7 separate regions of the Mus musculus genome follow, and regions 2, 3, 4, 5, 6 and 7 are each linked to region 1. A link is a contact called in public promoter capture Hi-C data. All regions are on one chromosome and are shown on one strand. The core of a region is the stretch at or near the end of the contact, and the rest is flanking DNA. Distances in the headings are between cores, read along the strand shown. Region 1 holds the start of Dnajc19 (DnaJ heat shock protein family (Hsp40) member C19). Region 2 holds the start of Mccc1 (methylcrotonoyl-Coenzyme A carboxylase 1 (alpha)). Region 3 holds the start of Dcun1d1 (DCN1, defective in cullin neddylation 1, domain containing 1 (S. cerevisiae)). Region 4 overlaps Dcun1d1 (DCN1, defective in cullin neddylation 1, domain containing 1 (S. cerevisiae)). Region 5 holds the start of Zmat3 (zinc finger matrin type 3). Region 6 holds the start of Atp11b (ATPase, class VI, type 11B). Region 7 holds the start of Kcnmb3 (potassium large conductance calcium-activated channel, subfamily M, beta member 3).

The links. Promoter capture Hi-C pulls out the DNA fragments that hold promoters and counts their contacts.
Region 2: a contact with region 1 is called in a promoter capture Hi-C map of pre-B cells, with 5 times the contacts expected there. The contact joins the promoter of Mccc1 here to the promoter of Dnajc19 in region 1. A contact is called at or near these places in 9 of 39 promoter capture datasets (the 3T3-L1 cell line, the C10 cell line, cranial neural crest and 6 more), 2 of 115 datasets of contacts at active chromatin or transcription factors (astrocytes and embryonic stem cells) and 2 of 9 other capture datasets (adipose tissue and liver).
Region 3: a promoter capture Hi-C map of pre-B cells shows a contact between it and region 1. The contact joins the promoter of Dcun1d1 here to the promoter of Dnajc19 in region 1. A contact is called at or near these places in 8 of 39 promoter capture datasets (the 3T3-L1 cell line, 3T3-L1-derived adipocytes, embryonic stem cells and 4 more), 1 of 115 datasets of contacts at active chromatin or transcription factors (large pre-B cells) and 1 of 9 other capture datasets (liver).
Region 4: a contact with region 1 is called in a promoter capture Hi-C map of liver, with 5 times the contacts expected there. The contact joins the enhancer-like site here to the promoter of Dnajc19 in region 1. A contact is called at or near these places in 5 of 39 promoter capture datasets (the C10 cell line, embryonic stem cells, hippocampal neurons and 2 more) and 1 of 115 datasets of contacts at active chromatin or transcription factors (astrocytes).
Region 5: a promoter capture Hi-C map of liver shows a contact between it and region 1, with 3 times the contacts expected there. The contact joins the promoter of Zmat3 here to the promoter of Dnajc19 in region 1. A contact is called at or near these places in 2 of 39 promoter capture datasets (liver and pre-B cells).
Region 6: a promoter capture Hi-C map of the HPC-7 cell line shows a contact between it and region 1. The contact joins the promoter of Atp11b here to the promoter of Dnajc19 in region 1. A contact is called at or near these places in 7 of 39 promoter capture datasets (the 3T3-L1 cell line, the HPC-7 cell line, cranial neural crest and 3 more), 2 of 115 datasets of contacts at active chromatin or transcription factors (astrocytes and embryonic stem cells) and 1 of 9 other capture datasets (adipose tissue).
Region 7: a contact with region 1 is called in a promoter capture Hi-C map of liver, with 2.2 times the contacts expected there. The contact joins the promoter of Kcnmb3 here to the promoter of Dnajc19 in region 1. A contact is called at or near these places in 2 of 39 promoter capture datasets (liver and pre-B cells).

The regions. Positions count from the first base shown.
Region 1 is chr3:34,079,084-34,083,510 of GRCm38.p6, reverse strand. Dnajc19 (DnaJ heat shock protein family (Hsp40) member C19) reads left to right here and starts at 2,157. Exons shown (of 6, transcript NM_026332.4): 1 at 2,157-2,325; 2 at 3,229-3,280; 3 at 3,354-3,427; 4 at 4,227-4,306. The coding sequence starts at 2,323.
Region 2 is chr3:35,998,341-36,002,767 of GRCm38.p6, reverse strand. Mccc1 (methylcrotonoyl-Coenzyme A carboxylase 1 (alpha)) reads left to right here and starts at 2,090. Exons shown (of 19, transcript NM_023644.4): 1 at 2,090-2,287. The coding sequence starts at 2,211. Mccc1os (methylcrotonoyl-Coenzyme A carboxylase 1 (alpha), opposite strand) reads right to left here and starts at 2,855. Exons shown (of 3, transcript NR_029456.1): 1 at 2,057-2,855.
Region 3 is chr3:35,930,684-35,935,110 of GRCm38.p6, reverse strand. It overlaps Dcun1d1 (DCN1, defective in cullin neddylation 1, domain containing 1 (S. cerevisiae)), which reads left to right and starts at 2,145. Exons shown (of 7, transcript NM_001205361.1): 1 at 2,145-2,326. The coding sequence starts at 2,324. It overlaps Gm15952 (a long non-coding RNA gene), which reads right to left and starts at 2,033. Exons shown (of 4, transcript XR_880768.3): 1 at 1,944-2,033.
Region 4 is chr3:35,888,738-35,893,164 of GRCm38.p6, reverse strand. It overlaps Dcun1d1 (DCN1, defective in cullin neddylation 1, domain containing 1 (S. cerevisiae)), which reads left to right. Exons shown (of 7, transcript NM_001205361.1): 7 at 1-1,060. Among named protein-coding and RNA genes, the nearest start is that of Dcun1d1, 42 kb to the left of the region's middle. Within about 2 kb of position 1,819, at least 4 of the 459 cell types and tissues checked have an H3K27ac peak or open chromatin away from gene starts, as enhancers often do. A contact at or near this core is called in liver, where this site is marked.
Region 5 is chr3:32,363,805-32,368,231 of GRCm38.p6, reverse strand. Zmat3 (zinc finger matrin type 3) reads left to right here and starts at 2,567. Exons shown (of 6, transcript NM_009517.2): 1 at 2,567-2,728. 4930429B21Rik (RIKEN cDNA 4930429B21 gene) reads right to left here and starts at 2,743. Exons shown (of 1, transcript NR_027966.1): 1 at 794-2,743.
Region 6 is chr3:35,751,622-35,756,048 of GRCm38.p6, reverse strand. It overlaps Atp11b (ATPase, class VI, type 11B), which reads right to left and starts at 1,986. Exons shown (of 30, transcript NM_029570.4): 1 at 1,639-1,986. The coding sequence starts at 1,665.
Region 7 is chr3:32,490,164-32,494,590 of GRCm38.p6, reverse strand. Kcnmb3 (potassium large conductance calcium-activated channel, subfamily M, beta member 3) reads left to right here and starts at 2,622. Exons shown (of 4, transcript NM_001195074.1): 1 at 2,622-2,683. The coding sequence starts at 2,622.

The DNA.
Region 1 (4,427 bases), core at 908-3,407:
GTCAGATGCTCACTAGAACTCTCCCCACAGGCGGTTTCTGAAATCTCTCCTTCACCTCTACCATTTAAAAAGTAAAGAGCTATCTCCACGAGCAGTGCTTGGGACACTACTCACATGTATGCAAAATGAGGGAGCCATTTGCCCAATGTATTGAACAGAAAAGGCAACTCAGACTGGATCAAAACTGAAAAGTACAAAATCCCTAAAAGAAAACCTAGGGCAAATCATTCATGCCATGGTTTTGTGTGAGACTCAAAGGCTCAGGTCAGAACAACAACAAAGAACCAAAAAGCCAGACAGCTGGACTTTATAAAAAGTTTTAGGATGCTGAACCTCGATACACACTACCAGCAGAGTAAACATGCATCACATAGATGGGAGAAATAATAGCACACCATATAAATGAGAAGTGATACCCAGAACACACAGAGAACTCCTGAATCTGAACAAATAAAAATCACTACCCAAAAAAAGGCAAGGGCAAAAGACTTGAATAGACATTTTTTCCAAAGATGCATATACATATTTATTAAGCATATAAAAAGGCACTCCATATTATTGATCAAAAGAAACTCAAGTCAAAAGTCCAATGAGTTACCACCTCATACTCATTAGGATGCCTGCAATTCAATAAAAACCCAGAAACTATCAAATATGGATGTGGATCGAGGCCCTCATCCACCAACTACCTTCCCTTTCAGGAATATAACAGTAACTACATTGCTCACCTTTCCTTTGCTGTGGCAAAATGACTGACAGAATTACCTCACATTGGAAAAATAACTGGCTCACAGTCTCAGAGCTGACAAGGCATAGTCGTCTGATCCCATTGTTTCTGGATGTGTGGTGAAGCAGAACCTTAGGATGGGGAATGTCGGACCTACCAGCAGAGATGAATGATGGCCAAGAAGCAAAGAAAGGGAGGAGCTAGAGACAAGAACCTGCTCCGCATAACTATGATTCAGCTACGTCCCCATCACCTCCCACCATCCACCAAGCCAAGAACCAACTGATCAATCCACTCATCTTCTTAGAGCCTTTCGATCCAGTTACCTTCCCAATACCCTACCTCTAACACATCCCTGCCATGAGTTCTTAACACACACACACAAACACACACACACACACACACACACACACACACACGAATCCATGCATGAGCCTCTGAGAGACAGCTCAGATTCAAAGCACGACAAGTGAAAGTCCAATCCTCACAGCATGCCTGGATTTCATGTCTGCCCACCTAGCCAGGAGAAAGGAATAAGTCTCTGCCTAGTTTCTGTACATCCATGCCCACAGACATGACACTCCCCACAGCTACACCACAGAAACAACCCATGAGAAACGGAAAGATAAGCAAAATATGATACATTCACACAATGGTCTTCTGACAACAAAGGGGAGAAGCTTGGGGAAGTAGCAGGCGAAGACTGGCAAGATTAACAGGAATTCATTGACAAAGAACAGCTACCTTAGTTTCTAGCTTCCCTTGGGGTCACATATGGCTTTTATATTCTCACAACTTACAGCCTTTATGCAAAAAGACAGCTCCTAGTCACTTTCCTTCTAGTCAAGTGCATTTGCCATGCTTAGGCCAAACAACCACATGCTGTGAGCAACACAGGTACAAGAAGCTCTTTTAATTACACAAATAGTAAGTCAGGCTAAAACAGGAGAGAAAAAATTCATGGTGAACACACAACAGGAGCTGTATTTTTAGTGAACAAATCTACATAGCCTGAAGCAGACATCAGGAAGGAAGATGGAAAAAAAAAAAAGACTGGAAAAAATCATTTTCCATATCGTTTCTGATGTTTATAGATCTAACTACGTTCCAAGCCAGAAGAAGAAAGATGTCTCTGCAGGCCATGAAGATCAGCCTTGTGGCTTCTTGACATCTACTGGCGACAGCCCAGGGTAGCAAAAGATGCACAGAAGACAAAATAAATGCCTCATGTGAAAAACAACGCTACTTCCACGGGGTGGGCGGAATAACCTATATAAAGCAAAGTTAGGGAGATAGGTTTTAGCGGGAAAGCCTGTTTTAGGGCCGGATATTGGACTTGCAAGTCAGGAATCCCGGGCAGAGGGCATGGCCAGTCCCGCCCCAGTCCGACCTCTCCGTCAACCGGAGTTGGTGAGGCCCTTTGTGCGGCACTTTGTGCGACAGTTCCGACGCACTTTACGGCGCCGCTGCCGTGTTGCGCGGCGCTAGTGGAAGTGGCGGCATCGCTGGCTCGGCCCTGTCGTTCTCCACAGCTGTACCGTGGCGGTGGGCTCGCGCTGGGATGAGCGCGCGGTGCCGAGCCGCGGAGTGGAGTCATGGTGAGTGGTCGGCGCTGACGGGCTCCGAAGGGGCGCTGGGCGGATACGGAGACTGACCTTTACTCCGGCCTCCGGTGGCTCCAGCTGACACCCCTTATCTGCTTGCAGGCAGGCACACGTTTGTGCCTCCTAGGAGGTCGGGCTGTTACCCCACTACCATCTCCGCACTCCTCCCCTCTTTACGGTGGAAATACCTTATGGGATCAGGGAGCCTTTGCAAGCACTGTTTCCAAATCCAGCAGAAATCTTATTTTCACCGGTCTTGTCTAAACTAGAAAGGGGTTCCAATGCCCAAGGGTTAAAGTTCTCTTCCATGGCTGAAAAATCACCATCTTACTGTTGTGGGTAAAGATGACTTACCCTTTTCTTCTTGGTGAAAATCCCATACTCTGACAATAAATTGTGGATAAAAATTGCAGTAGTTTAATTTTTTTTTTTTAAACAGGGTTTCACTTTGTAGTCCTGGAAGTCCCAGAACGTACAGAAATTCACCTGCCAATGTTTCCCAAGTCCGGGGACTAAATGCAAGCCGCCAATGTGCACCACGTCCAACTGCAGTAGTTTTAAAGACATATTTCTATTAGAAAAAAAAATGTTTCTTCCAGCAGACCCTGTGCTGCACTCTGTAAAGTCCCAGTTGCTTAGAGAGCTAGTCGCAAATTCGTGGGCAGCCTGGACAATTTTAGCAAGACTCCACCTCAGAATAAAAGTGTTGGAACTTTGAGAAAGGCTGGAGTTGTAGGCACCTTACCAGCATGAGACACACACTAGGTTCCATCCCTAATCCTGCCCCAAAAGGGAAAAAGAACCCACCTTTCACCAAAATGAAGGTCGTAATGAGTTTGGCTGCGGAATAGGTAGCAATTAAGAGTAGTAAAGACTTGCTCTTCTCCTCCATTACAGGCCAGCACAGTGGTAGCAGTCGGGTTGACCATTGCTGCTGCAGGATTTGCAGGTTTGTCTGTGGGTTGGGGGTGGAGCAGACTGGTTATGCATGGATTTGCTTATTCTGTTGCTTTTGGTTTTAGGCCGTTATGTTTTACAAGCCATGAAGCATGTGGAGCCTCAAGTAAAACAAGTTTTTCAGAGCCTACCAAAATCTGTAAGTGAACCTTCTTGCTAACTAACTTGCCTGTATTTGAAGCCTGGAGCTTGCCTGTAAGGTGAATTCCACAGGTCCATGGAGCTCAGTGTGGAGTTGTAAACCTTGCAATGGGCCACACTGGGAGTTGGTTTTCACATGTGACAACTGAGGGTGGGTGGCCTTTGCAGATTTAGAACGATAGCAGGTAGTTAGCAATTAATTTTACTACATATACTGTTGACCCAGGTTTATCTGTCCAGCTGCCTTCCCTCGTGTTTTGTCACATAGGATAGCTTTGCAGCGATGTTAGATAACGGCTCTGAACTGGGTGTAAAGCACAAAGCTGCTGCTAGTCAGGACTTTGAGAGGCCATGTCATGGAGCTTGGGCAGGAGCATAGGGCCTTGTTGTACATGATCTCTACTAAGGTTAAGATTCTGATGGCATAAATGTCCCTACCATAAAGTCTTATTTTAGTTGTTGCCTTGAATCTTTTCGAGATCTCCAGGTCGTCTTTTGAGACCTTTTGAAACTCCTGTTTTACGGGGATCAAGTTTCTGTCTGGAATATGGATGAGAGTGGCTGCCATTCACTCATCTCCCCTCCCCCCCTCCCATCTTATGTTCTCAAGACACTGTTCCAGTTTAGTTGCAAGAAATGGGTGTTTAACACATCTTAAAATAGTTGGCTACCCCTGGTCAAGCTAAAGTGCCTTGGGAAGTACACTTGTACTTCCCTGAAATGTACCACTTCTTTTACAGATTTAACCAACTTCCATTTACTTCATTAATCTTTTCTTCCAATTCAATTTCTTTCAGGCATTCGGTGGTGGGTACTACAGAGGTGGATTTGAACCCAAAATGACAAAACGGGAAGCAGCATTAATATTAGGTGTAAGGTAAGATGTCTACTCAGTTCTGAGATGTAGGGTAAGGTAATTCCTAGTAGTAATTGAGAATGAAGTAGTTGCTGGGGATAGAACTCACACGTGTAACACTGGGACAGTGCTCACTGCTGCC
Region 2 (4,427 bases), core at 841-3,340, 1.9 Mb before region 1:
AAATTTACCTTGCTATATATCACTCTATGTTTTAGTTAATGTTTATATGGGATTTTTCCATCAATACACACAATGGGGGTTGACTATCAATGTGTGTGTGAAGTACATGTTCTTTTTATTGATTTTGGCATCCATGTTATCTTCATAGAAAGAACTGTAAAATTTTCCATCATTTTGTGCTCTAGAAAAAAAGTAATAGCACTGCAATGAACCATTGTTTATTACATATGGAAATTCTTTTAGCTAGAGAAGGTGAGCTTTTTCATCAGTTGGGGTGGAGGTAAAGAGGGATTCAAAACAGGGGGAAGGATTATTTAGATCTTGTCTCTTTTCCAGCATCTATTTTAGTAAACAGTATTTTCTTGTAAAATCCATTTCATTTCTGGTTTGTCAAAGTTGTACAAAATCAGCTTCTTGTTAATTTATTGTTTTCTCTATATTTGATTTCCCTACTTTTAAAAGTGAGTTCCAGGACAGCCAGGGACATATATATATATATATATATATATATATATATATATATATATACACACACACACACATATATATATATATATATACACACACACACATATATACACACACACACACACACACACACACACACACACACACATATATATATATAATCAAGACCAGTGTGGTGGTGCACACATTCAGTCCTAGCCCTTGGGAGGCAGAGGCAGGCTCTCAAACTCTGTGAGTTAGAAGTCAGCCTGGTCTACATAGTGAGTTCCAGGACAGTCAGGGCTACATAGAGAGACCGTGTCTCAAAAAGAAAAAAAAAAAAAGTCATGTGAGATTTTTTTCCTCTTTATTTCTTGCTTATTTGGAGGCCATGTTCACTTTTTTGCTGTTTTAAATATATATCTTACATTCATTTTAAGTACAAGATGAAAACAATTTCTCCCCACGCCCAGAAAACAGTGTGTGGTTTTTTTTTTTTTTTTTTTTTTTTAATATGGAACTCTTCACACCTGAAACAGCGTAAAAGTAAACAACTAAATGAAAACCTGAGGAAATATTAACCTCTATAACTAGAGTTCTTATAACTCTGTAGGAAAAAAAGATATCCAGCCACACAAACAAAGCCAGTGGCAAGTACTCCCAGGGACGTTTTGAAACTATGTGATGACTCTACCGATAAAAGTCTAAACTTACTCAATATAAGATATCCTTCCTGAAGGAAGGAATTCATTTCTGGTGAACTCCAGAGGGATGGGTTCTCTTTTGCTGGCCAATGGGCCAGATAAGTAGGAACCTTCTCGAAAATACACAAGCAAGCCAATTTGTATCCAGACTTTCTAAAAGTTCGAATCTTTCAAGAAAACATCTTAGATTTTAAAGACAGGTGCAGGACTACTAGCCCAGACTGGTCTCGAACTTGGTCTGCAGGTTAGGATGGGCTTGAACTCCTGATGTTCCTGCTTCCACTTGTGTCCCCTTATTTCTAATTATTTTCTTAGTTCCTGGATTTATTTGTCCTTTGGTGTTAGTTTTCTGATTTCACTAATTTATTCCTCTTTACATTTGTTTTCCTTCTGCATTTATGTTTGTTTTTCATATCTTATTTATTTTGGTTTTTGAGGGACAGCCTCAACGTATTGCTCAGGCTGGCCTGGGACTCACTGTCTAGTCAATCCTGTCACTTACTACAATCCTTCTGCTTCAGCTTCTGGGATTGCAAATATGCGCCACTACGTCCCATTTAGTTTTTGCACTTATAACCCTTCGATTGGCTGTTTCACTTACTGTGTTTTTCTCCCCCATATGAGCTCTGCCTCAGCTGTATCAAATACCTACACATAGCTTTTACTGTGTCTTTGTTTCCTGCCACGCAGTTTCCACTGCCCCTTTTTCCTGATGTTTAGTGAGAAAGCTTGCATTTTGCTTGAGTGGTGGTTTGAGGGGCTGTGCATTTTCCTCTCATGCTCTGTGCTAAAAAAAAAAAAAAAGAAAAAAAAAAAAACCTGGCCCCGCCCCTCCAGATGGAGCCCAGCCCCTCACAGTTCACTCCCCACCCCCCAGGCACATGGTCCAATCAGCCAATCGGTACCTTGAAACACCCAGTTTTGTGATTGGCTCTTGCGGAGACGCCTACTTGCTCTTCGGAGCTACGGTGGCGGATCGGGGACAAGAAGCTTGCGCAGGGAGGGACGCTTTCAAGAATAAGCCAAGCAGCTTTTGGAATCCAGCAGAACAGCGCGGAGATGGCGGCGGCGGCGTTGTTGGCTGCGGTGGACAGGAACCAGTTGCGACGGGTCCCGATCCTGCTGCTGCAGCCGAGGTGACTCAGGGGTACTGCCGGTCCGTGCGCGGCCCGGATGCGAGGCGCTGGGTCACGTGAGAGCAGCCCTTTAAGTGCCTGTGTGTAGTTTTGGTAGGCGCTGTCCCACTTCAGTCTTTGGCTCTTCCTACAGACTCTGCCACCTTGGCTGGTTTCTGATCTGGGCACCCCGCACGGTGCTGCAACCGAAGATGGCATACGTAGCTAGAGGCTTGCACCAGGACCCCTTTCCCAAAGTCGCTTTCAGCTTAGCTCCCTCATTTTGAGTGCAGTTCAGAGAAGGATTTCTAGAGACCTTTCCCATTGCTGGGAAGAGTCAAATTAATGAGGGGTGAGTTTTGTCGAACGCTCTTGTTCACAAGTTTGAACAAAGCTGGCAGATGACTACCCCGGATCCTTTTGGAAACGAAGCTCCACGCTTTGACAACAGTGAAAACCCCAAGTCATGTAGATAGATTACTTCACCATAATCATCACCTCCTCGCATTCTGAAAAACGTACTGGCCCAAGGGCAAGAACTGCCTGCAGAAGGTTGGGTTCCCAGCTTACCTGTGACCTTGGTCGAGTTACCTAATATCCGTGCTTCAGTTTCTTCTGCTTGGAGGTGATGATACTTGTATCTAGCAGAGGTAATATAAAGACGATACTAACCCCCTCGTATGTCCAAATCAACACGTGGATAAAAATTTAAACACATCATGGTCCATTCAACAAACAGTGGTCGATGCCCTGGATTTTCGGTGAATACTAAAATGTAGGTCTTCACCCTATATTTTAAATAAGAAAGATGGTGAAAGTTGTATTAGTGCTGTTTTTCTTCCTGTGAATTTCCTTAGGTTCCCAAGAATACCACAGAGTCATTCTCCTCTCAAGGCTTAGTTATAGCTGTCATCCTGCTAATAGTTTTTAAAATTAAAACTCTTACCAGCATGAGAATTTTACCTTTTCTTTTTTCTTTCTTTTTACCAGCCATGATTCCTCTAATACCTCAGAGAAAAGAATTTGATTAGTCAGACTCTACCCATGAGAATAGCGGCTGTCTTAATTGGTGAATTATCTCCTGGCAGGCAATTTACTCGTCATGTTTAAATGTTTTGAGATGTAGCAAAAAGAGCTTTGAAAAATGGGATAGAGAAATCAGAACATTGTCAAGATAAAGGATTGCACTTAAGGAGTGTGTCTGACTGCCTGACTCAGTCTTCACTAGCTGAGAGGAAAAAAAAAAAAAAAAACATTTTAGGCTATCAGTGGTCCCAGGTTGGATACATGACAAAGCTGTGATTTCTTAGGCAGGACTGGAAAAGCCTTAAACCCTAACTTACCTGGAGAGGTCAGAGGGGAAAACAATGCTCCAAGCTGAAAAATTCCTTTAAAAGACCAGGAAAGTTAAGTTTTCCTCCTTGAAGAGCAAGAATGTGGGGTGGGCTGAATTGGAAAGATTTGTAAGAGCACCAGTCTCTGAAGAAGCCATCAAGCAGAGCTCTCCCGCCAAAGATGGATGTTTTCCCAGTTGGCTCCAGAGTGACAGCATCTGAGAAAGTGTGCCTCCCAGGATGCTAAGCCTCCGGTGTTCCTCACATGACCCTTGGGAGATACTAGTCCTGCTGGTTGCATAGTTGCATGTAAAGGGTATATGCATATTGTTGCAGTCATATAATATCTAATGTAGCCTGTGATCTTTATGCTTCATGAAGGAACTAAGCTCATAAGTCTCTATATAACCGTGGTCTTGTTTGGGAAAATTGTATACTTTAAAACCGGGCAGTATCTTCAAGATTGCCTCGTATGGAATGGGAGCTGTAGGTTAAGCACTTGGCTAGCATGTTTGTGGTCCTCTAAAACTCAAATTCATCTATTTGTAAAGCTTATTCCTTGCTGTATAAGTTTTCTCATTGGGAGGGTATTAATGAAAAAGAGATCGAGTAACCCCAATGTCAAGCGACCTGACAATGGGTAAGTGTATGTTGAAGAGTAACCAGAATAACTAGCCATAGCCTACTTTTTTTTTTCTTTTTCTTTTTCTTTTTTTTTTTTTTTTTTTTTTTTGTCTTTTGAAGCAGGATTTCTCTGTATAGCCCTGGCTGTCATAGAACTCACTCTGTAGACCAGGCTGGCCTCGAACTCAGAAATCTGCTTGCCT
Region 3 (4,427 bases), core at 896-3,395, 1.9 Mb before region 1:
ATGGGCTGACACCTGAGTTTGTCCTCTGACCTCTATACAAATGTTATGGCACCAATGGCCCCATATAAAAACAAAACAAACAAAATTATCTCAAAGATGGATATGATCTGGTCTTTCTCTGCCCTGGCCTTGGAGGCAAATGATTATCAGTTGATGTCCTAACTCTAATCTAGGGGCCATAAAATTGCAAAGGAGATGCCCCAATTGCAGAAATCCAGAGTAGGAAATAAACTGTAGTAACCGAGAGAACACATTATAAGCAGATTGTCTGGGTCTAGTTCCTAGATTTACTACTTGCTGTGTGACATTAGGCATGTTACTTACCCACTCTGTATGTCAGTGCTCCCTACAAAATAGGTGTAGCTGCAACCTGAAGTTTGCTTGAGTGTTAGAGGCTTAGTACAACACATGGCGGATCCTCACTCTTGTGACCTAGTGTGTCAGGGACAAAATAAGACCAAACCAGGAAGCTTGGTACCGAAACAGGAGCTGCATTGAGTGGGGGTCATGACAAAGGGAGTGGAAAGATGAGGGAGAGACCTGCCTATGACTCCAGACAGGCTCACGTTAGGAAAGTTCTCGGAGACTTTGAGGAAGAGCCTCCAGTCTGCATTGCAGACAGACACCTCTGGTGTAGAAGGAAAAGTACAGAGAAGATGGGGTGGGAGACATACTTGCCTGCAATCCCAGGCCGCACTGTTGGCTGTTAGCCTGGGCAACATAAAGAAACTCCATCTCAAAAGGGGATGGAGAAAGGAGGGTCCCAATGAGAGATGAACCCTATTAAAGGGCAGGGGAAGAATTCGGGTTTACTCAGATGATGAACTCGGCGAGCTTAGACTAAGGGAGATGGGCAGTTCTGATATTTAGCTTATGTGATGAAAAAGCAGGGGAATGCAGGTTTAGGGATAAGATTTTGGCTTTGTAGAGCTTTGGGGGGGTCTGTGGGATGAGCAGAATTTGTGCTTAGGGCATGCCGCTGCCGAGCTTTAGATAAGATTTTGGACTCACTGGGATATGGGCAGGGTCTAGGAAAAAGGAATATATGAAGAGATTCAGGGATGGTTCTGGAAAGCCCACCACTGAAAAGCCAGAGTTAGCTAGCAAAGAAGAATGGTAAGTGAAGGGGAGACTATAAATAAATCAAGTCATGAAAAATTATGGGAATTCTAGGAGGACGTGTTCAAATTCAGGAGAGAAAGAGGTCAAGTGGAACTAAGAATCACCCCTTGGAGTTGGCACTTAGGAAAAAAAGAGCTTTAAGAAAACCTACAAGCTATTGTTGCAATAGTCTAATGAAGTGTAGCAAGAGACTGAGTCCTCTTCGTTAATATTTTAAGTTGCTAGGCTGAGTTCCTAGAGAATAACCACAAGTGTGATCTAGTTTCACCCTTGCTACTTGGTATTTTCTTAGGGCCTGGCGAGAAGATGCCACATCAGCGCACACACACGCACACGCGCGCGCGCGTACACACACACACTCGCATTGATGGTGTAAAGAATGAATGGGTGACAACAGGTCTGCAGTGCCAAAGATCTGCCTCTGCAGGGCTCTGGGAGCCCCCACCACGTGGCTAGTTCTAAGCAGTAGCAGGAAGCTCCGAGGAGGAGTGACAACAGTTGTTTTAACAGAAACTTTAAGATTGTTAGCTTCTAGGGGTGATCTGGTGGTATTTGCCGGTGGTAAAGGGAGACCCACGTTTGGTGATGAAGATGCGGATGACATATATAAACCTGGGCAATCTTGGACAGCTTTTTCTATGTGCCGTACCTTTGTTTTATTTCCTCTCTCTGCAGGGAGTACTGTATTTCCTTCTCCTTGCAGCACACACTTGTCTTCTGGCCCACAGCTCAGCAGGCAGGCTAGGTCAAGCTTGGCCCGTCCACCAGGCATGACAGTGGCTCTAGGCGCAATAGTCTCCCGGATTCTTCCAAAAACTTACCTGGGAACTCTGACGTGGAGCTATTAGGAGCGCACGGAGGACAGGACGCGGCCGTGACGAGGGCGCCCTGAGTGGGGGCGCAGGCAGGGCCCCGGCGCTTCGTCCTCACTGTGCCCGCGGCCGCCCGCCGCGCGGGTCTCAGCGTGTGTCCGCAGCCCGGGCTGCCGGGTCGCCCGGCCGCTCGTGCCACGGATGCCGGCAGGCCAGGCCGCCCACCCCGGGGCCCGCGCCCTCCGCCTCCCGCGGCCCGGCCGCTCCGCGGGCCGCCGCACTGCGCATGAGCGGGAGCCCGGCGAGCCCGTGAGAGGCGCCGCCGCCGCCGCCGCCGTCCATTCGCTGCGGAGCCGGAGGAGGAGGGGAGAGGTCCGGAGGACACCAACATGGTGAGGAACCGCGGCGCCGTGCCGCCCGGCCCGGGCCCCCGGCCCCGCCGCGCTCCGCTACCGCTGCTCAGCCGGCGCCCAGCTCGGCCCGTCCCTCCCCGGCGCCGCCGCTACGCGAGGGCCCGGCAGCGGAGCGCGGCGGGGCCTAGTCGCCGGAGCGGGGCCGGGCGCGGAGGCGTTGGGGGACGGCCCGCGCCCCATTGTGCGGCCAGGCGGCGCCTGGGCAGCGGGCCTGGCGCTGCCTGGTCCCGGCCGGGCCCCTCGGTGCTGGCGGCCCTGGCGAGCCGGCGTCGGCCTTGCTGGTCCGCGCTGGCGCCAGGCGCCAGGCGCCCGGGAGTTGGGGCGGCTCGGCTGAGGCTCGGTCCCTGCGAGGGGACTGGGAGGCTCCGGGCTGCGGACGGAAGTGCAGCCGGGGGACCCGAGACCTGCTGCCTTCCGAGCGCCTGCTCTATGTGCTTGGGGTGGGAGGAGTAATTGCTTTATTATAGCAGTTAGGGACCATTTGTGATTCTTAAGAAACAGTTTGTCAAGTTGCTCCTCTCCTGGTTTTTGTTTGGGTGAGAAAAAGTCACGGAAGCTGGAAGACGCTGTGGTGAGCTGAGTCCTTTGTCATTAAGTACCTGGCGCTGCTGGTCACTGCTTTTCAGTTTGGAAGTATACAGTCACACCTTGTTGAAGTTCCCGGCTGGCTGCTGGGAGAAGAGTAAAAGTGATGAGGTCCTTCGCTCCGGAGAGCTGAAAGGCTTCTTTGGGGAGGGTGTATGCCCAGTCTTGAGTCGTGGGGGGTTGATTTTCGCTCAGTGACACTTATATGGCCCCAGCCTTGGTGTCATGTGTTGATTATGTGTTTAGGTCCCAACAGAGTCAAGATTTCTCTTCTGTGCTTACGTTCGTAAAACTTTATATTTGTAAGGAAGTTCCGGTTAGTGTTTGGATTGAGAGTACAGTAAAAGTTCAGAGACCCAAGAGAGAGTTTGCAGGTTCTCCTTTAATTATTTGAACAGGCCTTGGATATTACTCCTGAACCCCCAAGAGTTTCCACTCTCTTACTGGGGTGCTTTCAGCAGGCTAAAATAATAGAGTGCGCGTCTCTGATGGACATTCATCACGAGTATGTATGCAGTTTCCCACAGTCCACATCAGACACCTGCCCTCGAACCCAGTGCCTGCCAGTGCTCATTAGGAATATAGGATTCATGCCGTTTCAGTGAGAGCTAGGGTTAGGACTTGTAGCCTTCTGTTCCTTTGGTTAATATTAAATCAGCTCATTTTGGAGCTTAGCCATACGTCATGCAATCGTACTGGTTGTGGTTCCTGGTTGTTAAGATGTCCTTAACTTAAGGCACTTTCTATGCCTTTACTCATTTTCTGTCACATGTACAGTCTAGGTATGATCTTGTTAGTTTAGAAAGTCAATATGGGTCCATAAGAATCTTATAGTAAAAATATTTCATTATAAATTTATAGTTGTTTTCCTAGACGTTATAAAATGGTTTGGTAAGACTGTTAGGAGTTTTGTTTTTGGTATGTGTACCACAACTAATTTCTACAACACAAATTATTGTCCGTTTTAGGAAAGACATAATAATAGATTATCTCACTTATTTTTATAAGGGGGAGGGAAAAAAACCCCACAAGCTACCTACCTCTCATACTCACACAGAGACCAAAAATAGCCCAGGGCTGGGATCAAACCTAGGCAGGGTTTCATGCTTGATAGGCAAGTGTATTTTAAGAAGTATTCAAAACATCTGAGTTTTTCCCCCTTATTTATTAGATGTCAGGACAGGGTTTGTTAACTTCTAAAGTTCTACCATGTTTAATAATTTTATGATTCCAATGATTTTTTTAAATGTGTAAGATATATGCAGATGCTGTAATTTATTAGATTTTTATAAATTACATAAGCCTTTAGACCTACAGTGTCTTAGATCACTTGATATGTTTCCTCCCCCTTTACAGAAGTAGACATTGAGGCTCCAGAAGGTTTGGAGGTTCAGGTTTATAAGATGGTTCAAAAATATAACTATTTTCTCCCAGTCTATCCTTTCTTGGTATTTGTGGTACATATAAATAAGTCTTTAAAAATCTCGTGAACTTT
Region 4 (4,427 bases), core at 570-3,069, 1.8 Mb before region 1:
ATGTAATGCTTTTTAAATAGTAAACTGTATAAAATGAGAAGTACCCACATATAAAAATACTTGAGGTCAAGGTTCTCTTGAGTGACTATCATCTGCATATCTCTGTAAGTTCAAGTGTGTCGTTTCCAATCCCTGTCATATTACCCACAGAGGCAATAAAAGCTTCAGTAAATTTGCCATGACTAAATCTTCTCCCATATTATTTCAGTGTTTTAGTGTTTCACATAACTAGACTAGACTTGAAGACTTTTCATGGCCGAGCGCTGTAATGGCACATCTGGGGGAAGAGAAGCTACGCCACGTGTTTGCTCCGTAATGTTTACAATGTGCTCAGCTGTGTTGTTTATTTAACTGCGTTAGTTGTATACTGCGGCACTGTGAGTGCACCCCTCATCGAACTTTTAAAAAGTTTTAGTGTTGGTAAATTCGCTCACTGAAACCATCGGGAGCCTTTTATGTAATCTCTTTCCTGAATAATTCTTAAACAAGGTTGACATTTTTTCCCCCCTCAAGGATCTGAGTGCAGAGTTCTTTTTTTATTTTTTTCTTTGATGATAAGTTTTTGAGCCATTCCATGCCCACCCTGCTTGTGTGTTTACGTGTGTTGCTGTTAAGGACTGTTTGGAAACCTGTCATTTTGGCATACAAATAGGAGCAAGTTGACCTAAGAGAATAATTTGGGGATGAAAAATGGAAAATGGTGTTGGGAAAAGTTATACTTGTTTACAAAGTATGCCCTTGTAACATGAATGACCGTTCAGTGAGCGTTTATGTGGCTCTGAATGTTAAATTGTGTCTTTAATAGGAAATATTTACCTGACACCTCTGGGCTTTTTGTTGTTGTTGTTACCTTAAACTTTTAATAATATGGTTTATATTGAATGCTGAGATGTTTTGATAAGAGTTTACCAAATTTGATAATGTAATGATAAATGTTTTAAAATGTGAACTATTTATCATATATCTTAATAATTGAACTGTGGCTTTTATATGACAGATGATGAATAGGGTCAAATTATGGCTCACCCTTTAATTGATTATAAACTTGAGTGTATTTCTGAACCCTTTTATTGCTTCCATTTTTATAATCATAGCAGTACTTTTTATTTCATAGGAATCTAGTGAAGTTAATTTCTGGTTTCCATTGACTCCTTTTGGTTAACTGAGTTGCTTTATTTGTGCCACTCTCTGGAGGCAGAACAGATAAGCTTGGAACTGTCACCCATGGTCTCCTCTGGGCACTCCTGGCTTCTTTTCTGTATTGCCTGTTTGGAAAGTGTCATTTGCTGTAGACTACCTCTTGGACAACCTTGCCATGGGCTCATGGAAGGAATTGGTGCTAATGCAGCTTTTGACTTCTCTTTGGTTGATTGTTTTTCAAGATTCTTTTTTATTTTAAATTATGTGGCTGGAGGTATGTGTGGTGTGTGCATATGATTACAGGCGATGAAGGCCAAACGGATGCATGGGATCCCGGAGAGCTAGAGATGCAGACACCTGGAGCCACCTAGAGCAGCTGAGGAGCAGAGCAAGCTGCCCGTAATCTTTCCAGCCCCAGGTTCATTTGGAAAACAAACATCGTCAAAAATACCAGCATAAAACCTCTCATAAACAGTTAAATCATGGTGAAAAGAGCAGACGTAACATGGCCTAACGGGTAATGGCTTTATCTAGGGCCGTTAAAAGAGAAGTAACTTTGTAGTTACTCACTTTTGCTTTTGTTGTTACTGTTTTGAAATGGGGACTCATGAACTCCAGGCCATTCTCAGAATCACTGTGTAACCAAGGATATCCTTGAACTTCTGACCCTCTAGTCCCTATCTCCTGAGTGCTGGGATTACAGTGTACCACACCCGGTTTATTTGAAGCTGGGGATCAAAGGTGGCATTGTGCATGTTAGACAAGCAAAGTGCCAACTACAAAGCTACATCCCCTACTCTTTTAAACTGAAAATTAAAGATTTACTTACGTGTATACAAAGGTTCTCTCCCTTCACAAGCAAGTTACTTTCAGTTTAATTTTTTGCAGTTATACTGTCCTTTGGTTTACAGGCTGTGGCTCAGGGTGTTTGAGTTGTCCCATGCAGACAGCCCTATTACACTCTTATATTTTTGTGGGTGATTGGTGATGTTGGTAGTGGTGGTGGTGTTTTGGGGGTTTGTTTGGTTAGTTTGGTTTTGCTTATTTTGTTACTGTGGGTTTTGAGACAACCGGCCATGAACTCATAGAGGTCCACCCGCCTCAGCCTCCTGAAGGCTGGGGTTAAAGGTGCATGCCACCACACCCTACTGCTTTTCTCTCTTCCAAGTGTTTCATAGGAGAGTTGTTAGAATTCCATTTTTTAACTTTGTTTTGATACTGTGTTTTTGAAATGGACCGTGCTATAGCCCAGTGTTGCCCCAAATGTAATTCTGCCCCTCAGCCTCCCAGATGCTGGGATTAGAGGCATGTGATACGGTGAGCAGCTTGGCTTGGCTTTCTTCCTCCCTTTTATGGGTATGGGTATTTTGCCTTTATGTATTTCTGTGTTTCATGTTCAAGGAGCCCAGAAGAGGACGCTGGATCCCTCGAGACTGAAGTTAGGTGCTTGTGAGCCACCCTGTGGCTTCTGGAAATGGAGCTCAGGCCCTAGGGAAGAGCAGCCAGTCTTCTGGTTCCTTAGGTTGGCTCCTAATATTTGAGTTTTAAAATGTTTTGTGTTTGCTTTTGAGATGGTCTCGTGCAGCCCCAGGTTGGCCTTGAACTCCTGGTGTAAGTGAGGGTGATCTTGAACACCTGGCCGGCCTACCTGCCTCTGAGTGCTGGAATCAGAGGCAAGGTTTATGCAGTTTTGGAGATGGAGCCCAGGCCCCCCGGAAGCACTGACCAGCAGAGCTACGCTCCTGTCCCTAAGATGTGCTATTGGTTGTCTGAGAAGGTAACTTTACGTCGTTGGCAAATCTGGAGGCCAATGCAAAGTCATGGAGATGAAAAGAAAAAGCCAACATCTGCTTAGAAGCAAGTCCTTCTCTAGGAGAAAGCACTCATCAAGTTCAAAGAAAATGGAAAAGTTTTGAACCAAAATCAAAACTTTGAAAACAAAGTTTGATTTGAAACAATTGTGTGAAGTGTACAAGGAACAGCTTAATTAACAAACACGGAAGAGGAAAACCTACAACTGCTTTACATCTAGAAAGTATATTTTTGTGTAAAGGCATATTCAATATAAATAATAAAATTTTATTTCAGGTTATAAAATAGAAAAAACTTTTTATCTAATGGAAAAATTGAGTGATATCAAGCAAAAATTTTTTTTCCAGAAGAAAATAGAGATCAAGACGGGGGATGGATTAGTTTAGAGTAAAATGTGTAAAATGGCCAAAGTGCTGACTGTGCTATGGTAAACAGAGCTAACATGGCCACCTTGGCCAAAGGTCTATGCTGTTGTAAACAGAGGTTATGTGGCTGCCTTGTCTCAGCAGACGGTAGCAACTATGAATGGCATGCTGATGTGGGACCTGTACAGGCAACATGCTTTCAAGCAAATGTAGACTGTGTCCTAAGAGTCATTAGAATTTATATCAAATCTCTGGACTGCCTGCCATGCAGAGCATTAACAGTCTTCCTAAGCATTTGTTTTGGTCACTCTTCATAAAATCACAAGAGGCTGAAGGCACAGGCAGTGGTAGCATTGGTACCAGCAGCAGACACGGCTCCTTTGAAGTATAATCCCTGCACCTTCAAGGTTCAGTCACCCAGCAGCTCCAACAGCTGCATCCTCACAATCAGGTTTTAGAGCAAGACTACCTGACTGGAAATGTCCCCTGAGCTGCTCCTGTCCCTCCAAGGACTTCTGCTAATTTGTGTGCAGTCATTTCCTTTCTGAAATGTAGGGAGAATCATATAGTTTGTGAGCTTAAACTGTCCTTGGGGTGAACCCTAGAATGTGGGTTAGCTCCGTTCTTCGTTCTTATTTGCAGTAGACAGTTAATGTTCCTACTTGGTGTTTGTTTGTTTGTTTTAGGATGATGATGCTATGAATGTCTGTCTTTGTGTGGATTCATTTTCAACTCTCACAGTTTCAAATTTGGAATTGTGGCTGTACCACTTAGAGATGTTCTACCACCACGCAGGTGTTGCTGGTTATCCTGGTCCTCTTGTCTTTCCTTCATACGCATGCTCATTCCAGTTAGTTCTCTTATCTATAGGATGTGCAAACTGAGGGACTTTGAGATGACCTAGGAGATTGCTCTAGAATTGGGAAAAAGAATGAAATCAGTCTGGGCTGTGCTCCTCCATGAAGGTTGAGTTTTCTGAAACCAGTGCAAGTGAGCGGTTCTGGAGACGCCTTGAGTGAGGGTTGGTGCTGATGGGTGCAAAGTGTCATGTATGACGTTAGTCACACCAACAGTGTGAGGTCCTTGAAATGTCATGAAGTATGCTGTGTA
Region 5 (4,427 bases), core at 1,318-3,817, 1.7 Mb after region 1:
TCTGTGCAGGAGTTCCACTGCTTCTGTGTCCACCGTTCCTTCCCAGGTAACCTCAGAAACTTCTTTTGGGGGAGGGGGCAGACATGAGGTCTTTCTTGAGGTTTATAACAATACCTCTAAGCGACAAGACTAACTGCCCATATTTGTGTCAGGTTATACTCTTAAAATTTTATTAAGGTTACTAGTCCTCTATGCAGGATGCAGGCCTGCTGTGGAGGTCAGAGGACAGTTTTGGGGAGTCGCTTCTCACCTTCCACCTTGCAGCATCCCTTGTTTCTCCTACTGTGGTGCATACCCCAGCCCAGCTGGTCTGAGAATTTGTGGGGGGTTCTCCTGTTTCTGCTCTGCATCTCACCACAGGGATGCTAGGATTACTGAAGCAAGTCACTGCACCTGGTTTATATTATATTATGCAGGGACTGGGGCTACCAGGCTCAGTGGCTAAGTACTTTATCTACAGCCATCTTGCTGGCCCCAGATTGCATTCTTTTTTGGAATGACTCATTGTGCCAGATGCCTATTAAAGCAGAGATGGCTGCACTGGCTTAAGGTTTAGTGACAAAAGTGGCTTTGGCCATTGGAATCTGTGTGAATGGGCCATAGCACATCAGTGCCACAATGTTACATTCCACTATCGATTTTGATCCTCTCATGTGCTTCAAGTCCCATAGAGGTATGCCTTCTGTCAACAGACCAGCAACACACAATCACAAAAGTAGGTTTCAGCCACAAGTCAGTGAGATTTGTTTTTGTCCTTTAGTAAAGGTGGTGAATATGACCGGTTTCTTTTTCTTTCATTTATTTTATTTTAAAAATTTATTTATTTATTTATTTGAGGGGGGCTACTGAATCTCATAAGACCCAGTGATTCACAAAAAAAGCTCTAATTTGTGGGGCCATTTTCTCTGTCATGAGATTTACATTTCTATGAAACAAGTATCTTGGGATTACTTGCTTTTTCCTGGGCCAGAGAAGGAAATGCCTGAGCTGTTTGAAGTAAGTTGTAGGATCAGGGGCAGCAAATTTGGAACATCGAGTGTATGTATGTGTATGAGCTAGCGGGTAAGGCCCCTACTTTCAGCTTTTAGATTTTATTCCAACATGCAAATACACATAAAACTATAAAATATAAACGGAAGACTCCAAGACCTGTCTCTTTCTGCACTCAGGGAGTTTAAGGTAGTAGTATATGTAATAAAGTCCCATGTGAGGAATGGAGATTGTTATCATGCAGTGGCCCGAGAGGCCATGGAAGTTGCTTGTAGGAGAGGCTGCAGGGGGCAAGGATGGACAGGGAGAAAGGCATTTAACACCAAGGACAGGCTGTGTAAGATCACAGAGGTAACGCTAGACTATGGGCCTGTGATGGATAGTACAGACTGTCAATAGGAGTGTTTCTGGATTAGAAACCGAGGAGGGAAGACTCACCCTGAGTGTGGGCGGCTTCGTGGATGGAAAGCAATCGAGCAGCTCCTCCCGGTTTCCTGACTATGGACATTTGTGACCAGCTGCCCCACTTTTGCTCTCATGGCTTCCCTGCTGTGATGGACTGTACCCTCAAACTGCGAGCCAAAATTAATTTTCTTCCGTTGCCTTTGCCAGCCATTTTATAAGACGGGACATGTGGGTGAAAACGAGGATGAGGGTTGTCAGATGGGAAAGGCCAGCCAGGGCCCAGCATGGTCCCAGCTAACAAGAGTGAATGGCAAAGTTCTGACAAAGGGCTGAGAAATGCGTTTCTACCCCGCTGCTTTTAAAACAATGAAGCCATTTGGTATTTTCACATATACAGCACGTGCACTGAACTCATCTGTGCGGTGGATTACTCTTCCCGATGGCGGGTGCACACTGGTCTAGTCTGCTGAACAGTCCTCGAATTCGCGAAGCCCGCCCGTACCTGGTTGTTGGCGCATGCTCCAGTCATAGCCTTGCATTCCCGTGTAAATAGGCAGTCTATTAGGCTGAGTTGAGGCTCACCATATTTAGATCTTGGCATTTTAGTTTATGGTTTACACAATAACCACACACAATGTGAAAGTACTTGATGCTGCGAAACCATACTCTGCCGGTAATATGGAAAATTCGTGTCATGTTATCCAAGGAGAAACCCCTAGCCACTATACAAGTATTCACATGCAGAAGGTACAAGCCGGCAGAACAAGCTAGGGCTGCAATCCATCCCAGCGCCTCTCTTGAAGGTATCCCGGGGACTTCTGCAGTCCTTCGGGTCCTGCCGGTGAGCGGGCTCCTTTCCAATGTCTTTGGGCGGAGGCGCAAGGAGTGCAGTTTCCAGGTCTCAGAGGAGAACCTCCGCCCTCCTACCAGGCTCTGCCAAGCTTCTGCCCTCATCGCTTTCAGGGTAGGCTGGGGCAGCTCCGAGGAGCCATCAGGGCCAGGGTAGGGTACCCTTTCGAGTCGCTGTTCCGCACCTGCTCGGCGTCCCGGGTCTGCGGGAGCAGCCGCTTGTCCGTGCACATGCGCAGTAGCGCTGCCGGGAGCCCTGCCTCCTCCTCCTCCTCCTCCTCCTCCTCCGCCGCCGCCGCCGCCGCCGCCTCCCGGTTCCGCAGTCACTTCCTGCAGCTGTTTCCCGGTGGCTCCGCTCCGACCGACTTTTGACAATCAGCCTCCAGCAGCGGAGCGGCCGGTCGGCGGCGGCGAGCGCAGAAAGTGGTCTTGGAGCGGGCAGCGGCGCGCGGGGTGGCGGGGCGGCTGCGGCCTGCCGGTTCCGGTGAGTGCGGTCCTCGAGTCCGCTCGGTTGCGTCCGTGTGCGCGTGTCAGCCTCGCCCGCGGCGTCCAGCGGGCCACCGATCCCGATCCCGCAGCCATTCGCACAGCCGCCTCGGCGACTCGGTGCTCCCGGCCGGCATCCTCGCAGGACCCGAATGCGTGTGAGCTTGCCCAGCCCGGGAATGGCACACGCGGGGGCGATGCTGCAGGGGCGCAGTTTTGAGTCCTAGATGCTGAGCCTGGGTCGCCAAGGCCTCCTCCCCTTCTAAGCTTTCTTCTGTGATGTAAAACAGCCTGCCAGGGCTGTTTTTCTGCCTGCCACGTTTTGGTGACCTCTGAGTAAGGTTTTCTCTTGTCTTCTCTTCTCCGGAATACCCAGGGGTAGCCTTCCTTACTTTACCCGGACGCCAGGAACCTGTTCCTGGATTCTCTTCTTTGCCCTGGGTCTGTTTCTGCTCAGGGGAGGCTGTTGTTTGCAGTACAGCCGGTGAGGAGTAGGCCCCAGCCCAACCGTGGAAACGTGTGCTGTGGTCATTCATTTCCCTCAGACCGGTACATGGTGGAGCTGTGATTTTCTTTAGTGTCTCTGAGCTCCCTTCCAAATTAGGACATCAAGCGCTGTGCATCCTTCGTGTCTGCCATCGCACACGTCCAATCGGATGGATTTTGAGATCTGAGAAGTATTTTTATAACAGCTTCTAAATTAGTCTCTTAAATTAATGCAGCAGTTTGAACGGATCCGAGCATGTTTTTGAGTCTGTATTTCAGCTTGTGTATTCACTGAAGCTTAGCTTTGGTTTTATTTATTTTTAGAGTTATTTATTTATTTATTTTTACCCAAATGTAATACCTGTTGTGATTGTCACCTATAGACTTTTGGGGGAGGGCTTTTTTTTTTAACCTTATGTTGATTATTAAATCTAACAGTATTTTTGAGGTCTCTATTCTTTCTTTGAACATTATGAACATAAAATGTAATAATAGGTAAACCTGCACTGTAAACACCCCCACCCCACCCGGCCGGCCAGTGTTTTGCTTTGAAATAAGGCCTTTTTGTGCCTCTGCTGGGAGGAGGGCCTTGTTTCTGCAGGACTGCTGCATGATTCTGGGGCCACGCATGCTGGGGTTTCATCAGGTGGGAGTAAGCATGTGAGAAACAAGCCCAGGCATGTCTTGGGAGCATGCTGATTCGGTTCTCTATGTATATTGCTGATTTTCTATATCCAGATGTTTTGATATCCTGCCCTGTCCTTTCTCTATGATCTAACAGAGAATCTGGATGACAAGTTAGGGTCAGAATGACATGGTCCGTTCTATCTAAGTAGTTAATCTATTTAAAAAGATGATTTCATTACCCTGCCTCCAATATCCCTAATCATCTTTGCTCTTTGAATGTCTTAGTTGGGAGACATAATATTGTTTCAGAGAAACTTACTGTTTAAATGTATCAGATCTGTATCACTTTCCTTTGTGTTTCCAGAGATACGGGTAGTTGATTATTATCCTTTTCTAGCCATTATGATTAATGAAAAGTGTTGCTAAATATTAAGACTAACCACTCTTAACTGAATGACTTCCCAGTCAGTGGCTCCTCTCCACTGTGTGTCTACAAATGTTTTTTTCCCTCTTAAAGCGTCCTTGAGTCATTTTAGTAAGACTGTTAGTGTCCTAGCCTACACATCTTCATCACAGACAGGGAA
Region 6 (4,427 bases), core at 737-3,236, 1.7 Mb before region 1:
CCTGCTTTGGCACAAGGGTTTTTGTTTTTGTTTTTTTAAAGATTTATTTATTTTTATTTAGATGAGTACACTGTAGCTGTCTTCAGACACACCAGAAGAGTGCATCAGACCCCATTACAGATGGTCTGTGAGCTACCATGTGATTGCTGGGAATTGAACTCAGGACCTCTGGAAGAGTCAGTGCTCTTAACTCACTGAGCCATCTCTCCAGCCCTGGCACAAGTTCTTAAAGACTTGATTATCTTAAAAGTAAAACCAGTGACAGACAACTAAATATCAGAGATAGTATTTTTTTTTTTTAAAATGGAAAGCAACTTGTTCAACTTGTTAGTCAGGGCCATGAGACAGCTGACTTAAAAATGACCACACAGCTTCTGGTTTATCCCTTTCAGCCGTAAACATAAAGCCATTTCTCACAACATTACCAGATTTCTATCTGGAAGATAGGAATGATCACATAGAAAGATTTTATTCAAGCTAACAAAAAAGTACCTCACACTGAGAGACTGTCTTAACATACTGGGAAAGGCTTGAAAAAACAGCCTTAAAAACTATTTTCTCACCCAAAACATCAGATAAAAAGGTGTTAAATCTTTTGTTTACTTGACGCCTGAGAAGTCAAAAGCAGATCAGATTTGTAATAATTAACTTCCTTACTGTACTGGCTTGCCACAAGAAAGCAAGTGTGGATTAAATGACATCATTAGCTTGGATTCCCAATAAAGCTGGAATACTTCAATTTGCAACAGTTAGCTAAAAATAAAGACCTACCATTTGTATGAGGGAGTGGCAGGCGGTTCTAGTTTTATTTATAAGATTTCTTTATTTAAGAATGATGCTTACTGTAAAATAAACAGGAGACTGACTGAAATACATACTTTTTAGTTTTCACCTGAAAAACTGTTCTACCACAAGAAAAAAGAATGAAGATTTTGGTCTCAAAACAGGACATTTCTGTTTCTCTAAGATTTATCACTGCCTTGAAACCTCGTAGAAAAAAAATACTGCAATTGGTACAATTTCAAAATTAAACAGCATATAGATTAGCATTCCTAGAACTGAAGTGATGTCTGCCTTAACTGTCATTGTCGCCTTGGCGTTGTTATTTTCTGGGCTGCAAGTGCCAAGGGACATGAGAGATTTTCGTCTGTGAATGATTTCTGAGAAAGGTGACGCTTTTTAGACACTTAAGTCACTCTAGGGTTTTCTTTTTCTTTTTCCAGGTAATACAGTAATGTTCAAAAGTTAAACCACTGGCTCCTAACCCGTGCGTTCTAACCGCCTTGAGGGGTGGGTGACACACAAGAGATGCACAGAGAAGTTGCACCGGTCTGCGGTGAAGACCTTTCCGGCGCGCCTTCCTCCTAGGCCCAGGGCGAGCTTCCGCCGGGAGGCCGAGGAGGACCCAGACCTCCTCCGGAGCCCGCACGAGCCTAGTTCGGAGTCCGGGGGAGCCGCCTGACCCGCGCCCCGCGCCGCTACCTCCGCCACCTCGGGGCCCGCGCGGCTCGCGACCCTCAGCGGCCGCAAGCTGCAGTGCATCCCCGCGCTGTGCGGAGCCCGGGCCGAGAGAGAGCCGCGCGCCCCCGCCGCGGCCTAGCCCTCGCCGCCCCGCCGCGCCACCCAGCCCTCACTTACCAGCTGCTGCCGGACCCAGCGCCACATGCCCCCGCCGTCGCCGACGCCGTCGTGGCCCGCCGGACGCGGGACCGAGCGGCAGCAGGTGGAAGAGGACTCCGAGTGTGACCGGAGCAGGCGAGCCCCTCGGGCTTAAGTTCTGCTCTCTGCTGTCCCCGCTTTTCTACCCGAGTCGGGTCCCCATCCCGCCACCCCGGCCCGGAGGTCCTACAGGCGCGGCCTGGCTGCCAACCGCGCCCGGCGCAGCACTACTCCCCGCTGAGCCGCCGCCACCTTCATCTCTGACCGTTGTCACCCGAAGCACCGCCGCCCCCACGGCGCCGCCCCGCCCTCGCCCGCCATGGGCCCGCCCCCACGGCGCCGCCCCGCCCTCGCCCTCCATGGTCCCGCCCCCAAGCCCTGTGCCCCTCCCTCACCTGCTCTGGACCCGCCCGCTTCTTTACCTCTCGGAGGCCCACCCTTCCGTGTTTCCGCGCGGGTTTGCCCGCCCCTTTCCGGGGCGGTTTGTCGCGAAAACGTGAGCGCTGTCAGGCTCGCCGGCTCTGTGGGCCTTTTTCGAGTTTTTGTATCTTGGCCGGCTAGGCTGTAGCAACTCCTCGAAGAGGAGTTGGCTCTGCCCTGTCACAGATCTTCCCCCTCCCCCACCAACCCCCCCCCCCATCCACCCCAACATTCGGATCCACACCAGCAAATGTATGTGACCAAAAGGTCTGTGCCCAGACCATTAAATTATCAAAGACTTACATTTGGAGAGGGAGATGATTATGATCAAACTAAATTGTACAAAATTCTTATAGACTTGGTAAAAAAAATTTTTTTAATTGTCAAAGGCATTTAATTGCTTCACACATAACTCAGCGAGTAACCAAAGTGGACTAATATTGGGGAAAGTTTGAGATTTCTCTGTGAGAGTCCAGCCTGCACCTCAATTTCTGGAGCTATTGCTGAGTTCCTATCCTGATGAATTAAGCTGGAAAGGCTAAGGGGAGAGACTTTCCTCGGAAAGCTAATTGCTAAGCATGCAATGAAAACTACCTCCAAAGTAGCGTGACCTCTCTAACAAGGGTGTGGATAACTTTTAAGAAGGCCCATACAAGCAACTGGAACAAGTTTATACTGTCTAAAAGCAGCCACCTGTTCGTCTTCGTCGTACTCTCTTTTTCCTGAATTAAAACACGTCACCATCAGACATTTGTAATTTGAAAAGTAACATTCTGCAAAAACCTAAATCTAAGCTACGGTGATTAGACAAATCTGTCTTTTGGTTTCAGTAGTCATGTCTTAGTTAATCCAGCATTGCAATTAGAGTCTTTCAGTTATCTATGGCCTATAAAATCTGCAATGGAGCCCTTTAATCCCTTTTTAATCCCTGCACTCGGGAGACACAGGCAGGCAGATTTCTGAGTTCGAGACCGGCCTGGTCTACAAAGTGAGTTCCAGGACAGCCAGGGCTATACAGTGAAACCCTGTCTCGGGGGGGGGGGGGGGGGACCTGCAATAATTTTTTTTTAATATTATAAATTACCCAAATTTAGGACAGATATTTAAAAAGAAAAAGGAACCTTCGTTTTGCTCTTATGCCCGACCCTTACTCTGTGACACCAGCATAAAGTTACTGGAATGCTTTTAGAGAAAACAAAATGTTACTTCCGTTCTAAGGCAGTGTCCCAGAACCCACTGCGTCAAGCTCTACCCGATACTCTAATTGGGTCTCTGAAGTACGTATTATCCCGATTGTGCAGATGGAGAAGCTCAAGTTAAATAATTCGGCAAAACTGTGATTTGGATTATGGATAATCGGACAGTAGAACCTGTGTTCTTAAGCTATATTCCTAAACAAACTTACTTCTCACATCTCGTTTCTCAGTGACTTGGTTACAAAGTAGGCCTGGAAATGTTTTATTTATATGCCACCAAAATTTGTCAAGAAAACCTGTAAAACAGCAACCTAGAGGATGCATTACATATCATTGAACTGGCTTCCAAATTTCTAAAGGTGGAAGTGGACAGGGGGTGGGGAATTAGGAAGGAGTTGATTCGAGGTGTTATGAGGCAATGTGGCAAAAAGCAGCTCAAATATGTGAAGACCATATGAAAGTCCAAACTGTCAGGAACAAAAATAGCAACAGGGCAGTGTTTTGCTCCAAACATTTTCTACCAGAACCATAGCATGGCCGAGCATTTTTATACTATAGTTGTAATTCTTTAGTGGTGGTAAAATCTTCTCCATGTATAATAATCAGGGTTTTTTTTTTAATTAAATTTATTTCTTGGAGGTAGGAGTATGTGCCATGTGGGTGTATAGAGGTCAGAGGGATCAATTCTCTGAAATCTTGATTTCAGTTGTATGTGTATGCTATTGGGAACAAACAAAAGAAACTTGCCCTAAGTACTGACATTTTGTTTTTAACCTCCATTTAACCATAGGGGGAAACTAAGTTCAAGGTCCCAGGCCCTAGGGGAGCTGGGGACTTCCCAATAGCTGAATGCCTTCTGTTGTAAAGAGACACTTGTCTGGGTCCAGCCATCTCAAGGACAACTTTCCCAACTTGCTGGCAGGGTTAAACTAAGTTCACGTTCCCAGGCCCAGGAACCAATTCCTGTCCTGATTGATGGGAAAATGTAACAATTACTTGTCACAGAAGTTGTGGTTTTCGAGCTTAAATGATCTGAGATATTCTGGCTCTTTGTTGCAGTTGGATTTAAGTGGACCCCATGAAAACACCTTCACATAATATAAAAGGAATTACACCCTGTTGCTTGTGATTGGGAAGGCTTAGGGAGAGAGA
Region 7 (4,427 bases), core at 1,373-3,872, 1.6 Mb after region 1:
GGGCCACCACCAGAAGGCGCTACCAGCATTAAGGGTGTGTCTTCCTCCTTCAAGTAACCCCTTACAAGGGATCCCAGCATGTTGTGTTCTAGTTAATTCCAGATTCAATCAAGTTGACAACCAAGATTCGTCACCACAGTTGGTCATGGCACAGGGACTCCCAGCATTCTTATGGGCCCTTTCCTTAAGTGTATCTGTGTCATCCTACCTAAGCCCACATTTACTTGAAAAATGGAAAGAGTGTGGTGTCCTGTGCCACTTGGGGTGAGTGCAGAGTTGTGGTCTCAGCTCCTGATCATCTCTATACTCACCTAGTTTCAGCTCCAGTCCTGAGCTTGGTAAACTTGCCTCGTTGCTGGGGAGGGCATCTACCTCTTCCTGTCTATGTGTGACTTAGTGACATGGCCTCGTTCTCGTCACATCTTGTCACCTCTCCTCTACACATCAGTTTACTAGCTATGACACCAGACACGTGAGATTGCAGGACGCAGGTCACTCGGTGATCTGATGTAACACCATCCCTAGGATTCTATTTTAATTGGGAAAGAAAATCAGCCATGGAGCCAATTATCATTTTTCCTGTGTCCTAAACTCCATGCATCCTGTAGGAGCTGAGAAGGATGAATAAGAGAAATGTCTTTATCTTTGAAGCGACACTACTCTGCAGGCCAACAGAAGACAAGCATCGGTGATTTCAGACTCACCACCGGTAGCCATGGCTACCATGGTAAAGATGGGAAGGTTGACTACAAACTAGTTAATAACTGAGGAGGAGCAAGGCAGAGTGGAGCTGCAAGAACAGGAGACCGGAGAAAAAGGCTGCCTGAGACAAAAGTATGAGAGGGGCTGGAGAAATGGCTCTGTGTTTAAGAGAACCAAGGTTCACTTCCCACTACCCATAGCCACACCATCTGACATGCCAGTTAGTTCTGGATCTGATTCTCTTTTCTGGCCTCTGCGGGCACTATTCATGCCTGTAAACATGTAGGCAAAACAGTCATACACATTAAATGAACAAATTAATTCATTACAAATGATGAGATATGCTCTTTCTCTCTCTCTCTCTCTCCCTGGTGGATATGGCTCAAGATGCGAGTGCTCAATTGTTCCTTCACTGTGTTATCATGGACTCTAACTCTCTGAAGCTGCAAGCCCAGTTAAACACTTCCTTGTAGAAGTTGCCTTGGTCATGGTGCTTTATCACGGCAGCAGAAAAGAAATGCATACAGTTAGAATTCTTCAGTTGTAAGAATAGAATTCATAGGAGGTTATACAGCTGGCCCTGCTCAAGCTGCTTTCACTGGGTCAGCTGGTCTCCTGTAGCCTGTCTGGACGCAGCAGGCAAAACTAGGAAAGGGCAAACCGAAAGGTTCACACGTAGCCCCTCACTTCTGTCCTATTCTCCAACTGCCACACTCCCTATAGAAAGTCCGTAGGTTCCTCCCGTCCTTGCGAGCACCTCTTCCCCACAGGAGAGGGTTCACCCTTCGATGTTTTGAAAGAAGTAGTATCCATTTTCTGTTGAGGTCAGTCTGGACATTTGCTGCCTCCTGTGTCTTTAATCTGCTTCAGAAATCTAACAAATATACTGTGATAAATCAACATGACCCAAAACAACCTGGGGAGAAAGGGCTTATTTGTACTGTATACACTTGGACACCACAGTTCATCACCGAGGGAAGCCAGGGCAGGAACTCAAACAGGACAGGGACCTGGACACAGGAAGGGGCCTTGGCGGAGTGTGGCTTACTTGTTCGCCTCCATGGCTTAGCCGACCTGCTTTTTTTTTTAGCACCTAGTGCTACCTCCCTGAGCTCTGACCCTCTTGCCTTTGCCTTCTGAGTGGAAACTATTGTGCCAGCTGTAAATCTAATTTTAAAAATTAAACGAATTAATATTATGATTGCCAGGTGTGTGTGTGCATGACCTGTTTGTGCGCTTGTGTGGAATTCGAAGGACAGTTTGGTAGACTTGGCTCTTTCACCTTCCACCTTCACTGGTGTCTGGGCATGGAGCTCAGGTCACCAGGCTTGGCCAGATGACCTTTTACCCACTGAGTCACCTCACAGGTTTGTAAAGCTATTCTTTTATTCAGAACAATTTTATTCAGAAAAGGCTACTATATTAAGCCTGTACCCAAACATAATATTTTGAAAAAAGAAGGGAATGTGTCTGGGACAGAACATTTCCTCTTCTTACACGTTGTGTATTGGGTATGTCTGTCCCCAATTACAGAGTCCCTGGGGCCTCAGAACTTTCCACAGTCCTATTGGTCTCTATGACAATGCACCTGGTGAATTCAGAGGAAACACAGGTGTCAGGTGGAACAGGCGCCAGGCAATGCTGGGGGAGTGTTGTTGGCTACAGAACCACCTAGGTACTCCATGAGCAACTATACCTGAACGTTGCTTTGCAGCCAGGCTGCCTGAGTTCCCACCTCTCTAGGAAACTTCTAGAGGACCCCGCCAGCTCTGGATGCAGCAGGGGTCCTGGTGTCTGTGGCTAGGCAGGGAATTGGCAACTCCCTCTGGGACTCCACTTCCGATGATGCTTAAGCCTCCTGCGCTCTAAAAGGGCACAACTCAGGCGGGGAGCATCCGATCCAGACATCTCCTGGCCTCATGCAGCCCTTCAGCATCCCTGTCCAAATCACGCTACAGGGTGGCCGGAGGCGCCAAGGGAGGTAAGTTCCCCACCTGAATCTCCCATCAGTGTGCCTCCTGCTAATCAAGGCCAGTGTGGCTACAATGCGGCATGCTGAAAGCTGAGTTTGGTAGGTGCTTTGAGGAGGCCAGCTTGCAATGCCTCCCAGGTACCCCTACCACCCACCTCTACCCCACCCCCACCTTTGGTTGCTGTTTTGAGACAGGCTGTCATGTAGCCCAGGCTGGCCTCAAGTTCTCTATATTGTTAAGAATGATCCTCCTGCCTCCTGATCTCCAGTGCTGGGATTCCAGGTGTGGACCACTCTCTACCTGGGTACACAGGTGACACAGGTGGTGTGGGCTATGGATCCCAGCACTGAAAGCAGTGCTCAGCAATATATCTCTTGTACGAAAGAACAAAGAAATGACACCAGCCTTTGGTCTTGTTGGTGAAGCCTTAATGGTCCAGACCAAGATTCAGGTTCCAGCTCCCCACCGAGGCAGCTGCATGACTCTGGGTCTTTGCCCCTCATCTTATCTTGAAATAGAGATACTTGTCTTTGTGTGCTCTAGCACGGTGGTGCCTTCCTGGAACTCTCTAAACTAGACAGGCCTGCATATATTATGTACATTCTAGCTTTATTATTATTATTATTATTATTATTATTATTATTATTATTAAGACAGCATCTCACATAGCCTGGGCTGACTGCAAACATGCTCTGTACCTGATGCTGACTTTGAACTGCTCTTTCTGCCTCCACCTCTCAAGTGTAGAGATTACTGGTATTAACCACCCAACTATACTGAGTAAGTGGGAAGTGAAAAAGATTATTTTAGGACCCTTCTCCCCAAGGGTATGCAAAGCAGAAGAATTTTGAAGTTCAGAGGAGTGGGGCCTTGAACTCCTGTGTGAGAGTTGGGGCAGCAGGACAGTCAGAAATGGGCAGAGGAGAGCCATACCAGGCTTTTGAAATATGATATTAGAAATGTTCTGGTACATTCTTGGGAAGAGGACACCTTGAAGCCAAGCTCTCCCACTATAGAAAACTTGGGTGGCTCTTAGCAATATAAGCAGAACTGGGAGCTGGGTACTCATTAACCTCCAGCTTTAACTACTCTACTGGGTATTTGGTTTAGGGCATGAAGGAGAGGCATTGGATGGGTTGGGCGTGGGTTCCAGGCTGGTAGAAGGGTCAGACCACAAAGTAGAGAGGCTCGCCCAGCTATGAGCTAATGCCTTTATGAGCAGGCAATTACAGCAAGTCGCTTCGTGGCAGGAGACAGAATAGCAACCAAGCCAGCGAGTGAACGTGAAGATGCTCCTCATGACACAAGCAAGGTGGAAGACAGTCCAGTCTGCCCCCAACGCATCCCTATGCTCACTTCCCTTCCTGACATGCAGAGGTGGATAGCTTCTTATTGCTCCCACCCTGCACTTGGTGGTGGCTTTTTATCAACCTCACTTGCTGTTTCACAAAAAGTTGCTAAGCAATTTTGTATTTTTTTTTAAAAAAGCAAATACCCAGAAAGATTCAGGCAATGACAAAAACCTTTCAGCTGAAACAAACTTCAGGGAGGTAGTAGTTGAATGCGCATGCCCAGCGTCACAAACGCATGGGGATCCTCATTAGGTGAATTGTGACGCGTGGCTGAGCTACCTCGAGTTCTTGCTCAGTTCAGATGTTAAAGGGCAAGGCTGCTGGTTTCTGTCCGGATCACACCCAGGCAAGCTATGGAGCTAGAGCTAGACTGTTCACGCTGTTAGCAACTCAGTTTGCC